3 separate regions of the Mus musculus genome follow, and all the other regions are linked to region 2. The links are chromatin contacts, called in public Hi-C maps. All regions are on one chromosome and are shown on one strand. Each heading gives the region's core, a stretch centred on a gene start, on an enhancer-like site or on the middle of the called end of the contact. The rest is flanking DNA. Distances are from core to core; before and after follow the strand shown.

Region 1 (3,392 bases), core at 151-2,650, 2.2 Mb after region 2:
TTATCACTGCTAAGGTGACTTCTTAACCTCTCAGTAGCAAGTAAAAGAAATATTTGCTTAATTTCTATAAAAAAAAAACACATTACCTTTATTTGGTTTACAAGGAAGTGGGAGTGGGCTGGTGGATGTGAAACACCCTCATAGAAGTAGTGGGAAGGAGGATGTGATAGTGTGTTTCTGGGAGGGAGGGAAACTGGGAAAGGGGATAACATTTGAAATGTAAATAAAGAAAATATCTGATAATAAAAAAATACAGAATTTTCTTGTGTATCCAATTATTCGAGTATTTGTTGGTTTGCATATTTTAAAATGTTCATATGCTCTCTATGTTTCTTATAAATTATTTTTCACCACTACTTAAGTTATTACTACATCAAATATGCTAAATGTTGACTTACTAGGTGTGATACTGAGACAAATTGTCTTCATAGAGAATGAAATTTAATCATTCATTAGAAATTGACGATGGAGAAAACATTTATTTTCTAATAGTACACTTTTCTCTGAATGAAGTGAACAATGCCATCATCTTCTTAATCTTGATTTTTGAAATAAATAATTAAAATTATTTAGAATAGGGTTTGAAACCTTGTAAGTTCTAAAGACATGCTAACTACTATCCTGAAAATGGCTTCTGTTATAATTCTACTAACCATCAATATACAGACCAGCCAATAGGGTATCTTTACTGTGAACAACACCACACAGATGTAGACACAGCATCAATAATAAAAGAGTCTCAAATTTAAACTTTCTGATAAATGAGATAAATTACTTTAAGAAAATAATATTTATTTATGAAAGTGTCTGATTTGCAAGGCAGCATCTTCACTCACATAACTGTTTCATGGAAAATTCTAGCCATATAAAGAATGCTAGGGACTTGTTTGTGACTCTGAAGATGACAGGATTGCTACATTTGTGGGATTAAAAATAAGCTATACTCTGTGTGATGCGTTTCCTTTTCTGGTGCTGTGATCCAAGTCTTCATTAAATAGTCTCCCTCAGGACATTTCATATGAATTCATTTCAATCCACATACATAAGACAGAGGTTTCAATCTTGCAGTTGAGCTCCCTCAGAAGATACAAATAAAAGTGAGAGAAAAAGAAAAACCTCTAATGTATTTTGTTATCCACACAAATGAATGATTATAACCACACTAACAGTGTTCGGGAAGCCCTTATGATTGCTTATAATAAATACTCTTTGTAATCTCCAGCTCTCACTATGGTCTCAAGGTCTATGACAAAGTATTTTCCAAAGCCTTTGGCTGACATTCATATGTTCAAAACTAAACCTTCCTCTCATGAAGTAAAAATATTCACTTGGCACTCAATACTTACCCCCATCTGCTCCTGCCATTTCCAGCTGATTCCTTATGGTCCATGAATAAGGAAGAGACATAAGGATCTCATTTAGCTGAAATGAGAATAGTAGCTACACCTTGGCTGTGGTGCTTCTATGACATCATGAATTTAAAATCCTGAATGGAAATGTGGGGAAATTTGATCAATTCTGTCCTACTTACTGGCACTCTGAGGCTGTGAATAGAAAATCTGTTTCTTGTGAAGGACATTTCTTTATGGAAATTTTCGAATGTCTTAGAGGTCTCCGGGTTAATTTGTTTCCTTACAGAGATTCTATCTAAACTTTGAACACATTTGTCAATTGGGAGTATTTACCCAGATATTCATACACTATACACAGGTATCCAATAAATAATCACACACTGCAGAACGTGTTAAGGGAGATATAATTCACACATCTATGTGTTTAATCAGATCATTTGTATAACAGTGTCAAGAGAAATGCAGTTTTTATGATGCTAAGAAAGCGAATAATTAACATGAGAGTGTGAAACACTTGAAGAAAGATGCAATCTTTTGTTCTTTAGATAAAATTGAATTTCCAGAATTACTTACTGTCAATTATGTATTCTAAGTGTAATGATATGCAGTTGTAAATTCAACATTCTAAAGTCTGAGATAGCAAGATTACTAAAAGTCTGAATCTAGCCTAGGCTACATTGTGAGTTCCATGTCAACTTTTGTTACAGCATACAAGACCTTGTCTCAAACTCACATAATATAAAGAAAACAATTTAAAATAGACAATAAAAACCATTTAAAAGTGAAGAACTCTTATGAAATTTCTTTTTTAATTATTTTAGTTGTCATAGGATTTTTTCCCCTAGTACTTACTTAACCCAATATAATTTTCATGTACTGCTTCATGAGTTCTTGTCCTTTCTGTCTTCCAAGCTGAGGATATCGTCACAGGAAAAGAACTAAGAGAAAAAAGAGCCTTTCTGACTTTACAAGAATTTCTGAATTCTTGAATACAAGGATTTCTGGAAAATGTGTTAAGAGCTAAAAAGAGAAAGTCTGACCCCTTATCAGAGAATAAAATAATTTCTGTAAAATAATTGCCATGACCATTGCAGTAACACATGTGGGCTTCCTGGATAGCTTTATGTCAGCTTGGCAATAATTAAAAACATCTGAGCAGAAGGAAATTCTCTTGTGAAAGTGTCTCCATAAGATTGAGCTCGATAGGCAGGCAAGCCTGTAGGGCTCAGCCCACTTTGAGTGATGGGAATCCTTGGCTGGCCTTCTTGGTTTCTATATGAAACCATAATGAACAGCCTCTCAAGAGCAAACCCGTAAGCTTCACACCTGTGCGGCCTCTGCATCAGCTCCTGCCTGCAGGTTCCTGACTCAATTTCCTTCAGTGAAGAACAATTTTGTGAAAGTGTCAAGTGAAATATACCTTTCCCTCCTCAGTTTCTTTTGGTCATGATGTTTCATCACATTAGTAGCATTCCTAACACAGACATTGAGTTGTGTGATGAATAAAACTGATAAATAGCTTGGATGATCACATGCAGAACTTTAGCAAGTGTCTTCCTAGTTTCATAAATGGCTGAAAACATAGGATTAGAAAATTGTTTTACTATTAATATTCCCAAATATTTCCAAAGGAATATTATAATTGTGAATTACTGCTATGCTTGTGGCAGCTAAAATGGACACAAGAAAGAATGATGTTTAGACCTTGGTCTTCCTCTGATGGCACTGAGATTTGTATGTGAACATATGTGTATGTGTATATGATTGTGTGAGTGTTTTGTGTGTGTGTTTTTGTGTATACTTGTGCACGTGAACTCATGGGTGTATAATGATGTGTGCATGCATGTGTGTCTGTATAAAGAGACACACATGCACATATAGTACATGTATACTTAATTTCATGTATACATAATTTCTGTATATGTACATATAGCTTCTGCATATTTAATTCCATGTGCCATTTCAATTGCATTCTTGTAAAACAAAATGTGGCATCTTCTCATTGAACTCTAAACTTCAATCTAAATTTCCATATTTCAT
Region 2 (3,870 bases), core at 321-2,820:
GAAAACGGTGATGCCAAACAAGACAGCTAAATTTCAGATTACACACTAGAGACTTGGAAGGCTTGATTTGTGATTTGTTTTTTACTTTTAACTTGGTTATCAAAAATTAAATGTTCATGCTTTTTAAAAAAAAAAGTATCAATAGTCACAAACGTGAGATTCTCCCAAATTAAAAAGCCCGAATTTAAAGCCATTACATCCTGCCACAGTGTGAGAAACACAAGGTTTAGAATAAATGCCCTGTATTCTTCGTCCAAGTTAGCAAAAGTCAACCATGCTGTAAGACCTCAGATCACCTTTATATTACCATTCAGGTGGGGATTTGTTACTTAACTAATAGGGTTTTATATCAAACTTTATTCAGGCACCTGTCTGGCACCGGTGCTGCCAAACCTTCCTAACTTACTGGTTTTTAAAGATGAGTGAGGCTTTGAGGGAATATGACAGAAATCAGGGTGACCCTTTCTGAAGTATCCCATCCAGCCCTGGTATAAAAATGAGAAACAAGATTGTGCGGATGTACTACAGAGCTGAAGTCAGGGCCATGCCTGGCAGGGAAATGTGTCCAGCAGTAAGTGGCAAGGGGGAAAGGAGCTTTGCAGCTTGGCTAACAGCTGCTTGGGATTCCTTCAAGCCAGACGGAAGCAAAGTTCGCACATAGGTGAGCTGACAGCAGGCTCAGATGAAGCCTTCGTTCCAGAGAGCTAGGTTTTCCGGGTTCCCTGCGAGGCAAAAGAACGACAGAGGCTCTGCCACGACCAGGCGCCTAAGCTCCGATCAGATCCCAGGAAAGGAGACTTCTTGCTCAGCAAACTGTCCGTGGCTGCGCCCAGGGACCCCAGCTACAACGTACCTTTTCCCCAGGCACTTTCAGTGACCCTGCACGCAGTAAAAGCCCAGATTAATTTTCTTTCCATTTTCCACCGAGACTCAAATGTCTACTGCCCTATCTTTAGCTCTCCGCCCTCCTCGCCCTTCCTTCGGATGTCCCTGCCAGCAAATGCCTCAATTTGCAGCACCCGGCACAGAGCCGGTTTAATGGTTTAATGCGCTCCAGGATTTGCTGGCCAAAACTCCTCACTGAGGGGTGGCTGCGCGTCTCAGCCATCTCTGCAATTTAGCCCTTTCCACTTTGCAGACAGAAATGCATCAAGAGAAGAGCGGCCTCAATGACCCTCACCACCCGGTGGCGAGAATCTAGGTTCCCGGGTTTCGCTCCGGTGCAACCGCACCGCCCTGGCTCCGCCGCCGCAAGCTGGGTAAGAGCTCCAGAGCTCCCGAGCCACCCCGGGTGCTGGCCCCTGCCGGGCATGCTCAGTGCGCGTCCTGAAAACAGCTCTCCCGGGACCGGGATCGTTCCTCCAGGTTTTCGCGGCTGCCGAGGGGCGCTGGGGAGGGGGAGGCTGAAGACAGTCAGCGCCTTGTTCCGCGCCCCCTCCCGCAGCCCTCTGCAGCCTCCCGCACTGCAAGATGCTGGCCAATCAGGACCCGGAGGTGGGGCCTCGGTCGTCACGCCCTCCCTCTGGGCTTATTGAGAGTTATATCAAGAAATTCAGTTCAGAGAGAGGAGAGAGAGGAGAGGGAGAAGGAGAGGGGGGCAGAAGAGAAGGGAAAAACGAAGAGTACGCGAGGTAGGATGGAGAGCCTCAGTCTCTTAAGCGCGAAAGGACTCACGGATTAAGAATTTGCCGGGCAATTGGCACCCCGGGAAAACATCCAGAAAATCACCATCACCCAACTCTGACGTTTCCTACTAGAAGTTAGAGACTTCAGCAGTATTGCCATCGGATGCAAATGGTAGGCTGGATGCGGTGGGATACACTCCCGAGCTGAAGAAGTGCAATTGGATGTGGTGTGCGTTAAATACCAGAAGAGCCCAGACCCAGTGGGTAAAAGCGAGGAAATGTGGAGAGAATGACTAACGACAAATCTGTGAATTTGTTCTCGGGAGTTGCTAATTTGCCAGCCCGAAGCCACACATTTTACAAGGAGAAAACGTTTTGCTGCTTCTGAATTCTCCCCAAACTGGTGCTACCAGATGCATGGCTTTCTATGTGTTGGAGCAAATCCTTCTTAACTGCAGCCTACCGGGAAAGGGGCAAGGTTGAGGCAACTAATGTAAGTGTAAAGTTTCGCATTAACAATTCGAAATACCGTCTTTAGTTGTGTCCTCGGCGTAGATGAGAGGTGTTTGTAATTGGGTAGCTGGCTAGGGTAGAGCTCGCCTACTGGGTTGTATCTGCATCCCCACCTGCACCACTCAGCTGGAACTAATCGCGGGCATCAGCTACTGTGTAGCCTAATGCAGATAAGATTAGAGCCTGGGAGCTGACCAGTCTTACTCCGGGTGGGTAGCTGCCTGGAGCCTTGCACCCATTTAAACTGCAGTTAGAGGGGCATCTGAGCGGAAGTTCTTCTACGTGTGTTACCGGGTTGCGGTATTTATGTGTAGCAAATGTTACTAATATTCTAATGAGACACCGGATTAAGAAACTGCATTTTTGTTCTTTTATGCTCAATAGAAAAAAAAATACCGTGATGTTACATAGGAATGTTGTCTGTGTTTCACTTCCATCCCGGCATGCTGGTCCACCTCTGTGATAAGCAATTGTCTATTAGGATACGTTTTTTAAAAAGTTTTAATGTGTTTATTTATCTCAACGGGGGCAATGTGGAAATATGGAGAAAGGAGAGCACCCTCCGAGGAAGAAATGCCAAGTCTTGGTTTTGTGCTTTGAGGCAATGAGAACCCTTAGTGGCCAGTGACTACTGCTGTTGCTGCGGCTGCAGCAGCATGTCCGAATGCTCATTTTCCAGGAGGGTTGGATTATGAGACAGTTGAAGAACTGGGAGGAAGGAAAAGCAGTCTTTTGAGAGGAGGAGATGACTCAGTGTGGCAGAGAAGAAAACACATCATATCTAACATGTGACAAAGCAGTTGGCAGCAATCATAGCTAAATACTTGAGCTCTTTCCATCGCAAACAACTAGGGGAGGTGGGCTAGAGACCAGGAGGAGGGTTAAATGGGGGTGGGGGGTGTGTGGGAAAGCAAAATAAGAATGCACACTTTGAATTAAACAGTGTTATAATAAAACCAAAACAGTGTGGGGGTGGGGGGATTCCAGGTAAAAATAGCTGCTGCTGTCCTTAATTCAAAAGTAGATGAATTTCATTTTCTCTGGGCAAATGCAACAAGCAGGGGATATTCAGTGGCCACAGAGTTAACTTACAAACTGTGGCAGAGCAAACTGCCATGTTTACTAATGTGCAGGGAGAGTGTGCTTCGATGTTTTGGTGACTGTGTTTTCATTTACTGAAGAATAATATTGTCTGTACAATTGTGTTGACAGTGGCTGTCTCCACATAAGAGATGAGATGTAATGCCTCCTCCTCCTCCTCCTCCTCCTTCTCCAGTCCATGCACACTTCCTCTTGCAGTTCGTGCATCACTCCTCAGTGGGAACCTTTAAACTCTAAAATCCAGGAAAAGAACATAAAGACATTATCATGGACCTGAGGGATTTTTACCTGTTGGCTGCTCTGATTGCCTGTTTAAGGCTGGATTCCGCAATAGCTCAAGAACTTATTTACACTATTAGAGAGGAATTGCCTGAAAATGTGCCCATAGGAAATATACCAAAGGATCTGAATATTTCTCACATCAATGCTGCCACGGGGACCAGTGCCAGCCTTGTCTACAGACTGGTTTCAAAAGCTGGGGATGCCCCTCTGGTGAAAGTATCGAGTAGCACTGGGGAGATTTTCACAACCTCCAACAGAATAGACAGAGAGAAACTCTGTGCTGGGGCTTCATACGCTGAGGAGAACGAGTGCTTCTTTGAACTTGAAGTAGTGATCCTCCCCAATGACT
Region 3 (3,661 bases), core at 921-3,420, 2.0 Mb after region 2:
TACTGTTAATAATCCAGAGAGACAAACTTTAATCAGATAATTACAAAAGATACTTAAAGATATTGTTCTTCGTTTTTTTCCTAATATTTCAAGCTCTCCATCACAGTATGTTTAGTAAAGTGTGCTCAAATTAAATATATGCATAGTAGTAAGTAGTAAGAAGAGAAATTCCAAGTGGGAGCTATGAAACTGTGTTACATAATTATATAAAACTGCAACAAAAGCAACTTATATTCAAAATACAATTAGTTGTTTCAAAGAAATTTCCCCTCTAAAACTATGCTAGTATTAAAGTCTGGAAAATTAAGTCATACAAAAAGAGGTTCTCCAAATGGACACACAGTTTTTGGATAAAATTTAAATCTTGGAAGAGTTTAATATACCAATGAACTCCAAGAATAAATCTCAGGGGATGACTATTAAAAAGACAAAACTTGGATAAGAAATAAGAATATTTGGGTTTTCCTAAATAATGTTTTTGAGGGTGGGATTTTTATTTTTAAACTAAACATAAACTAAACATTTCTTCTCTAGAGTATTAAGCTTCACTCATTAATATACAGATGTAATGAAAAAAGTCATAGGTAAAGTATGTATATTCTGTAGTATATGGCAGGCTTCTTGGTTCATTTTTTTTTCTTTTCTAACATTAGACACATAGCTCTCCTGACTCTTAGAGACATAGTCTCTGATTGTGAGTGATGAGTCTCTTTGTTACCCAAGAAACATGTATAATCTGAATGATCATAATGTTGTTCTCTGCAGGGAATACAACATTAAAATTCTGTGATGATTTCAGGTCCCGCAGTACAGAGGGATGACAAACACCTGATGTTCAGAGGGCCTGGGTTGTAAGCTAATATCTGTGCAACTGTTCTTTCTTAACATAGATCATTTCCATTTTAAAAAGACCTGTATTTCATGCACTGTTCTCAATCCAAACTAGTGTAGAGACTCTCAGTAAAATGTGCTTGTCTAATTCGACCCTATCATCAAAAAGGAGATTGAATCCCTAACACTCTTTTCATCAAGCTGCAGTGAGTCATTCTTTATATATATATATATATATTTATTAGGTATTTTCCTCATTTACATTTCCAATGCTATCCCAAAAGTCCCCCATACCCTCCCCCCACACTCCGCTACCCACCCACTCCCACTTTTTGGCCCTGGTGTTCCCCTGTACTCGGGCATATAAAGTTTGCAAGTCCAATGGGCCTCTCTTTCCAGTGATGGCTGACTAGGCCATCTTTTGATACATATGCAGCTAGAGTCAAGAGCTCCAGGGTACGAATGAAGAATTGATATTCTGTTGTTACCAACCTAAGTATTTTGTCATACTAAAAGTCTTTACTGCCTCACCCTAAGACCCTTATATCAGATTGCCTAGGAGTTCAGCGCTATCAGATAGCTCAAGCTCAAGCTATCCATGACATTTTCACACAATGTGAGTATGCTGACCACTTTTCATCAGGACCCAAATATATACTCAAATCCATTGTTATGGCTGTGAATTTTCCATATTCTTTATTATCTTTTAGCCTCTTATGTAAAAATTATGTGTCTGACATACTTTTAGTTTAACTATTATCTTTCTAAAACTGAAAATAATTTATGTTAAAGACCAACCAATATGAAGCTAACATACTGTACAAATCATATACAGGAGCTTATGGGGGTGGATGAGCTTGAGTTAAGATGGTAGAAGTGACACTGTTCATACTTTTGTGGTTTGGTTAATTGTGAAGAAACTTCACACTGAAAAATGCAGGAAATAGAATATACATGACATTATTATATGTGATATGGATGAATTATGTAATGAAGAGCCACAAGTCCCAGTTAAAGACTTTGAAAACTACAATCATAATTCTACTTAAGGTTCCTTTTATTCCTAAAGGCTAGAGAATTGTAATATACTCAGGGTGACTTCTTTACTTTTAAAATAAACAGTACTATAAGATCAAACTAGATATCACGGCCCTACTCAGTGTTTTACATGTCATCTTATTTTTGTTCACTTTCTTAAAAATAGAATGTCTCACATTCTACAGGGAGCGTTTGTCCTTCGTAAGACAAGCTGAACAAATTCAACACACTTGATGATTCAGTCCTGCTAAGCAGAGTAGCTCTTGTATCCAGGGAAACCAAGCTGGGTTGCCAAAACCTGAAGATAAGACAAGAGGAGCCCTACTGTCTTGACCGTGAGGAAGCAATCTGCTGTCCTTCCCTTTTAGATGGCATTTCTTTGTGCCTGTAATGCCTCCTGACTAATCTGGAAACACATCTGTGTCCCTGACACGTCTGTTATCTGATGCTTCACCCTCCACCCCATCAATGCCCCTAGAGAACTGGATGGATACAATCGAGGACAAACTTTTTCAGATCTGTGCGGGTGCGTGCGGCCCCACATGCGAGCAAGGGAAGAACAGCAGGAACAACAGCTTTCTTTTGTGCATCACAGGGAGAAATGTCTATGATCTTCATTTAGCAGCTGCTTTCTTAGAGTCACTGAGCCAGAAACCCTTGGCCTGCTTTCAGCATAGGAAAGAATTTGAGTTGTAGAGTCAGATGCCCTGGTTTTAAGTCAGATTTTTGCCATTGATACAATGTCAGAGCTTAGGAAATGCTTTAACATGCTTAGCTTCTCTGTTCTTTTCAAGAATGAATGTATATATTTCTTATAGTGTATAAAGATATTAAACTTAATAATTAAGACCATTCATCTGACAGGTTTTGGTGATGTAGGCATTTAATCTTTGCATTAGAGATGATAAAAAAAAATAGGTTGGATTTCCAAGAGGTTAGGTCAGCCCAGTTGACATTTGAAGTTCCAGGCTACCAGGGCTATACAATAAGACATTTTATAAAATATAAGGTTATGTATCTATTTGTGTAGATAGATAAAGTGAGGGGTATTTGTAATTCTCTCTAAACGGCTTTTTACTGGAGATTGGTTCTAATACTGTGATTTAATCAGAAATCTGCATGCCCAAATTCTAAAGGTTTTTTTGACCTCATTGTTTTCTGATCGATCAATGAAGATGCCAACGGTCAGTGTTTGGGCACAGGGTTGTGCAGATGAGGATGCAGAGAGGAAGGAGAAAAATTTACCATGACTTGGAAAACCAAGTATGGAACACAATAGTGACAGGAGATAAAGCCAATCAGCTATGTTAGATTTAAATGGTCACTGGCCACTTCCCTGATAGGGCCTGGATTTACAGGGGAAGGTTCAGGCCTTTGAGGTAGACAAGGGTTTTAAAAATAAATTAATTTGTATATGTGTTACATTTGGAATCCAAAAATATTTACTGGGCAGATATGTCTACAGGGAGCCAACTTGGCATAGTTAAAACTCCCACTATAGATGGCACCCAACGTGAAGCAAATACCCAGTATTAAAATAATTTAGAAATTCTGGAACTTTCTAGAAATGAAAACATGATATCAAGTGAGAAAGGTTCCATAAATTTACATTTTCTTAAAAAACAACCAAAAGAAAATGTGTCACTTAAAGTATTACTTAATATATAAAATTTAAGAGTTTTTCAAAATTTTAATGTATAAATGAACATACATTCTAAAATTGAGTACCACACACAAATACACACACACACACACACACACACACACACACACACACATGTGTGTGTGTAGA

What was found. A called contact is a pair of places that touch in the nucleus more often than the background predicts.
Region 1: a Hi-C map of cerebellum shows a contact between it and region 2, with 2.5 times the contacts expected there. The contact joins the enhancer-like site here to the promoter of Pcdh9 in region 2. A contact is called at or near these places in 1 of 39 promoter capture datasets (hippocampal neurons), 1 of 484 Hi-C or Micro-C datasets (cerebellum) and 2 of 115 datasets of contacts at active chromatin or transcription factors (embryonic forebrain and stem cell-derived neural progenitor cells).
Region 3: a contact with region 2 is called in a Hi-C map of cortical neurons, with 3 times the contacts expected there. The contact joins the enhancer-like site here to the promoter of Pcdh9 in region 2. A contact is called at or near these places in 1 of 39 promoter capture datasets (hippocampal neurons), 2 of 484 Hi-C or Micro-C datasets (cerebral cortex and cortical neurons) and 2 of 115 datasets of contacts at active chromatin or transcription factors (astrocytes and stem cell-derived neural progenitor cells).

The regions. Positions count from the first base shown.
Region 1 is chr14:91,657,224-91,660,615 of GRCm38.p6, reverse strand. No RefSeq gene overlaps it. Among named protein-coding and RNA genes, the nearest start is that of Gm24127, 710 kb to the left of the region's middle. Within about 2 kb of position 1,400, at least 6 of the 459 cell types and tissues checked have an H3K27ac peak or open chromatin away from gene starts, as enhancers often do. A contact at or near this core is called in cerebellum, where this site is marked.
Region 2 is chr14:93,888,369-93,892,238 of GRCm38.p6, reverse strand. It overlaps Pcdh9 (protocadherin 9), which reads left to right and starts at 1,570. Exons shown (of 5, transcript NM_001081377.3): 1 at 1,570-2,118; 2 at 3,351-3,870. The coding sequence starts at 3,507.
Region 3 is chr14:91,888,025-91,891,685 of GRCm38.p6, reverse strand. No RefSeq gene overlaps it. Among named protein-coding and RNA genes, the nearest start is that of Gm24127, 480 kb to the left of the region's middle. Within about 2 kb of position 2,170, at least 17 of the 459 cell types and tissues checked have an H3K27ac peak or open chromatin away from gene starts, as enhancers often do. A contact at or near this core is called in cortical neurons, where this site is marked.